Linked DNA regions of Macaca mulatta: region 1 is linked to region 2. A link is a contact called in public Hi-C data. All regions are on one chromosome and are shown on one strand. Each heading gives the region's core, a stretch centred on a gene start, on an enhancer-like site or on the middle of the called end of the contact. The rest is flanking DNA. Distances are from core to core; before and after follow the strand shown. Region 1 holds the start of KDM3A (lysine demethylase 3A). Region 2 holds the start of CHMP3 (charged multivesicular body protein 3).

Region 1 (2,791 bases), core at 271-2,770, 130 kb after region 2:
AACTTTCTGGTCTCGGTTTTCAGAAAACGGAAGGAGGGAACCCATGGTCGCGTTACCAAGGTAACTGCGAAACGTCCGGCGGCAGAGGCCCGGAGCCGCCTGTACCTTCAGATCTTTCTTGGTAACGTCGGTGTGGGAGACAGCTCGAATGGTCCCGGAGAGCCAGGGCCACTCGGCGACGCGCTCCACGTCCCAGCTGTCGTGGCTGCCGTCGCTGCCGTCTGCTGCGGACAGACTGAGAAATCGCTTCCCCACCAATACCGGCCAACTTTCTCCGAGCGTGAGCACCATGGTTTCCACGCCTGCAGGAAGGGCTCCTCCCTGCAAAAACACAAAAACAAAATGCGACGGGGGCCGCCAGTGGGAGGGGGCCGGGCGGAGACAGCAGGGAGGACGGGCGGAGGGCGCCGAACCCGCGCGAGGACGCGGCCCCGGGCGGACCCGTACCAAGCCCCCCTCCCGCACCTTCCCGCTCCCCGGCGCCCTCCCCTGCCACACACCCGGGCCGCAGCGCCGCGTGACCCTCGCTCTCCCAAGTTTGGCTTCTCTAACAGCTCAAACGCAAACGCAGAGAGAGTGAGAGAAGAATTATCTGCGGCTCGAGTGGATTTGAAAGTGTTCAGCCCTCAGCCCCTAAAAGAAAAGGCCCCCGGTGCACAGCGCCGGTCCCTGGCGGCTGGGTCCCCGCCCCGGGCGGCCCCGCGGGGGAGGGAGGGCGAGCCCGCGATTCCGCACTTGCCCCGCCGCCCAGCCCCGGCGCCCAGCTCCCCGGCCCCCGACCCCCGGGCGCCTGTCTCCCCCGGCCTGCGCCGCTGCCAACGGGCGGCGGGGCCGCGCGCTCAGCGCTTTCACCTTTCTTCCCCCTCTCCCCGCAGCCGAGGCCGCGGCGCTCTTACCCCGCCTCCCGCCTCCCTGAGTCACCAGCGGCAGCCGCCGTTTCCAGCCGCCCAGGCGACTCCAGCACTGACTTGGTTCAAGAGCTCTCACAAGACACGCACAGCCTCCCGGACCCGCCCCCTCGGAGCCGCTTCCGCCGCTCATTGGCTGAGACACAAGATCTGGGCGAGGCTCCGGGGGAAACAGATCATCACCATTGGCCGGCCGGGCGAGGGCGGGGCCAGAGAAAAAAACAATTCCTTGGCTGCCTCCTCCCTTTCCCCCTCCCCCTTCCGACTCCCGGGCGACCCCCATTAGGTTAAAGTACACAGAGAATAAGCCAGTGATCCCTCCGCCACAGACCCATTCTTTCCATTTGTTGCCTCACGGTATGCAAAAAAAAGTCCCGCGAAATCGGTCATCAACTTTGGGACCTAGAGGAAAATTGCCGTGGCGCATAGATAAGACTGAACGGCGAGATCCTGAGCTATAAGTGCCTATTGGATTGTTCTTCAAGTGCGTGGGCTGTCGACCGAAGATGAGCCTTCCACTTCGCGGAAGAATCTCACAGGAAAGGGTGAGGGCGGTGCAGAGTCAGCGGGGGAGGGAAGGGAAGAGAACGTGCGGTTTCAGGCGTACTCAGCTAGAGGGAGGAGCGACAGTGCGCTGGAGGCTCGTGCGCAGGCGCCTCGCAGAGGTTAGGCTGCTGGGCGAAATGGCTGCGGGAGGCGCAGGCGCACGTGGTGCTGATCGTGGAACGTCTGAAGTCCGCCATTTTGAAGGATAAATGAAGAAAGTCGTGGAGTTACTGGATAATGACGTTCATTAAATTTAGAGCAAAAGAGACCTTTGCATACATGTATAATGGGATTTTTTTTCTCTAAAGGGGGATTGAGAAGGTATTCAGAGACTTGCAAAGAAATTTAAAGTAGTTGAAGGCCATAATGAATGATGCAAGAGATGAAAGAGAAGGTGACTTTGAAGGACAAAGCAGTTAAGAGGTGATTGTGTGCCCTGGACCTTAAGTATTTTGATTGATTGAAAAAGAAATGGAATAAAGAAATTAAAGACATGTTCATAAAGGCTGGTGTTTGACATTACATCACATTTAATCCTTAAGAAGAACTCATGCCTCCATTTTGTAAGTGTGAAAACGGATAATCAGAGAATGTTTGGAAACATACAAGGGATTATAGATGCAAATTAACTCTGGATGTTAATTTTCAATATACATATTCTGAATCTGACTTTTAAGTTTTTAAAGTTAATAACACAAGAATTGGATTTATAATCTGCAGACCATTTAAAGGAAGGGAGCTGCTAAATGAAAAAAAAACTTATCCGGCTGAACGGAAGGCAGAATGGGAACGAGATAAGCAAAAGAAACTGGAACATATGGTAAAAATGTTTTTAATGTGAAAAGTAAGTCCAAACATCAGTATTTACAATAAATATAAATGGGTTAATTTCACTCACAAGTTTAAACAGACAATTGGGATTAAAAGGAAAATCCAGTATAAATTGGCCGTAAGCAAACTCTTACAACACAGGAAGCTTGAAAATACTGGGCTAAAATATTTAATCGAATGGTAGCCAAATGAAAGCAATATAGCAATATTAATATAATTAAAAGTATCAAAAGAGAAAGGATTTCATATTAAAGGATAAAGTCCATGAAGACAATATGGTCTTCTGAACTATTATGAATCTAAAAACATGGCCTATCCTAAGCTAATGCTATGAACGATGAGAAATTTTACAAATTTGACAATTTGTTATCAGAATAGAAGACAAATAGCTCAGAAGTATGCAACTCAAATTTAAAATACAAGAGAAGGTATGGAGAACTTAGATAATGTAATTAAATATTAATCTGAAAAACAACTCAAGGGAAAAATTCTACTGATCTTAGAAA
Region 2 (2,730 bases), core at 126-2,625:
TTGGTGTGAATCCTTTGAGACCTTTTCCCCTGAGGAAGTGAGAATGCGGGTTTAACTTTTCACAATGAACAGGTAGTGCTTTTTTAAAGAGAACTTTATTGAAGTATGATGGACATAAAATAAATTGCACATACTTAGTGTCCAACCTGTTAAGTTTTGATATTGTATACATCTGCGAAACCATCATCACAATCAAGATATTATCCATCATCCCCCTAAACTTCGTGTCTCTTTGTAACCCCTCTTTTCTGCTCCTTTCCGACCCCACTCCTATCCGCTAGCAACCGCCAATGTACTTTCTGTCACTACGTATTAGTTTGCATTTTCCAGAATGTTATATAAATGGAATCACACGATTCTGGCTTCTTTCGGTTGGCAGAATTATTTTGAGATTCATCCATGCTGTTGCATTTATAAACAGTTTACTCTTTTTTATTGCTCAGTACTATTCCTCCGTATGGATCAATCACAACTGGTTTATCCATTCTCTTGTTGATAGACATTTGGATTGTTTCCAGTTTACGGCTATTACAAATAGAGCTGCTATGAGCATTTGTGTACAAGTCTTTGTAAGAACGTATGCTTTTTTCCCTCTTGGGTAAATAGCTAGGAATGGAAGGCTGGCTTTGTTTAGCATTTTAAGAAATTGCCAAAATGTTTTCAAAGCTGCCGAACCCATTTTATGATTCCACCAGAGACAGGAGTATGGGGCTGAGGTAACAAATGGTCCCTTCACCATCTTCGATGAGGTAATGACAGTAACCATCAGCTCACCGTATAGGCCTAATCAGGGACTGTCCGTGCTAAAATGTGTCTAGTTCTCTTTAGTCAGACTCCTTTGAGAGTGTGATTAGGCTCACGGTCGGTGTGGCGTGTAGGACGGCACACACATGGACAAATGCTAGGCAGGAATCGCCCACGCTGTAAAGGGCGATGGCCTGAACAAAAACTACCGCAGTTGGGATGGAAAGGAGAGGGCTGAAGTTAGAATGGTTGGGAGTTGGTAGGAGGGGAGAGAGGAGGACGCCTAGGGTTTAGCGACCAGGTGATGGTGGTGCAAGCAGACGGGAGGAGTGGGTTGGCGGGAGGAAAAAGAGGCCATTTTTGGTTTGTCACCTGTGAGTCGCCTACTGGACACAAAGACGAAGCTGTCGGGAAAGTGATGGTAAGTGTACACGTCTGCGTGGAGATCCAGACTTCTGGTGCAACATCTAGGTTTAGGTGAAGTATCAGAAGCAGTTATAGTCAACACATTCGTATCTTTCAGAGCAATCATTTCTACACCCCACGAAAAACACCGAATCCGTGGTCTCCCCTACACAGACACGCCCAGAACATGCGCAATGACGTCAGCCTTGTTGACTAGTATCCCACTCACTCAATTCTGCGCATGCGTACCGCGCATGCGCACCATCCTCTACTGCGGCCGCTCCCTACTCTGGGCGTCGGCACTACCTCCCTCTCCGTGGGCCCCGCCCCGGCGGCTGCCCGTGACCTGCCTGGGCGCGGGGAACGGAAAGCCGGAAGGGGCAAGACGGGTTCAGTTCGTCATGGGGCTGTTTGGAAAAACTCAGGAGAAGCCGCCCAAAGAACTGGTAAGGGCTACGGCGGCGGCAGATAAGCGGGTGGATCTGTGTGGGGCGAACTGGAGTTGGTAATTGACAGGACACTCTTCTCCCCACCGCCTGCCCGATACCGACCGGCCCCCATTTCCGGGGCCTCCCACTCGACTGGGGGGCCCGGAGGAAGAGTCTTTAGGAGTTGGCTTTGGGGAGCGAGAGCTCCTGGTGCCACTCTCTACCAGGTAGCCGAGGGGTGGATGAAGAGTTTCTTCACCTCGCCACCGAGCGCGTAGGCAGCGACACCGTCCTGGCCTTGGAAACCCCTTCCCCCTGCGCGCGTTGGTACGACCCGCCCGGAACCTTTTCCCTGCGTAGGCCCCACCCCTCACGCCCGTCTGCGGACCCGCCGGAGAACCTTCCCTTGCCCGGAGCGTTGTTTGGAGCTGGCCGGGTCGCGTCTGCCGGAGGAGCGTGGCACCTGCCGCCTGTTCTCGGTCCTCCCCGTTGTGTTGAAAAGGAGACTGTTTCCTCTTTCCCCAGCCCTACAACCTTGTGTTGACCCTTGTTACATATTATAGCAGGGCAGGGACTCGACCCAGAAGGATGTTGCAGAAGATAGCTCCGGACCCAGCTTCGAATTCTCATTACCTATTAATTGAGATAATATTGGGAGGCAAGCAGTTGAAAGTTCCCTGCAGTCAGTCAACCTAAGTTTGAATCCTGCCTTTCCACATCTCACCTCTGTGATCTCTGGAAAGTTCACTTCTCAGTGCCTTAGTCTTCTCGTCTGTCAAGCCAAAATAATAGTAGTGTCATCTCAGAGTAATTGAAGATTCAGGGATGTAAAGTTTTCATATTCGTAGTTAGGGCTAATTCTTTAAATACGGCACAGCCTTGCTACTCAGGTGCCAACCAGCAGCATCAACATCACCTGGGAGCTTGTTAAATCTCCAGACCCACTGACTCCAGACCCACTGAGTCAGATTTTGAATTCTGACAGGCTCCCTAAGATGGGTGTGCACATCAGTGCTTTAAGAAGCACTGCTCTACCACACCTAGGTTTGTCCATAATGGAAAAAAAAATCCTGAAATCCTTTAATAAATGATCTTACCTGTTCAGCTCTAGCAGGCACATTTTAAAAACCAATCTTATGCATCTTGCAATTCC

What was found. A called contact is a pair of places that touch in the nucleus more often than the background predicts.
Region 1: a Hi-C map of liver shows a contact between it and region 2, with 3 times the contacts expected there. The contact joins the promoter of KDM3A here to the promoter of CHMP3 in region 2. A contact is called at or near these places in 3 of 14 Hi-C or Micro-C datasets (cortical neurons, fetal cortex germinal zone and liver).

Annotation. Positions count from the first base shown.
Region 1 is chr13:37,952,096-37,954,886 of T2T-MMU8v2.0, forward strand. KDM3A (lysine demethylase 3A) reads right to left here and starts at 1,521. Exons shown (of 26, transcript XM_077959077.1): 1 at 1,240-1,521; 2 at 106-321. The coding sequence starts at 291.
Region 2 is chr13:37,825,717-37,828,446 of T2T-MMU8v2.0, forward strand. It overlaps CHMP3 (charged multivesicular body protein 3), which reads left to right and starts at 1,376. Exons shown (of 4, transcript XM_077959079.1): 1 at 1,376-1,595. The coding sequence starts at 1,391.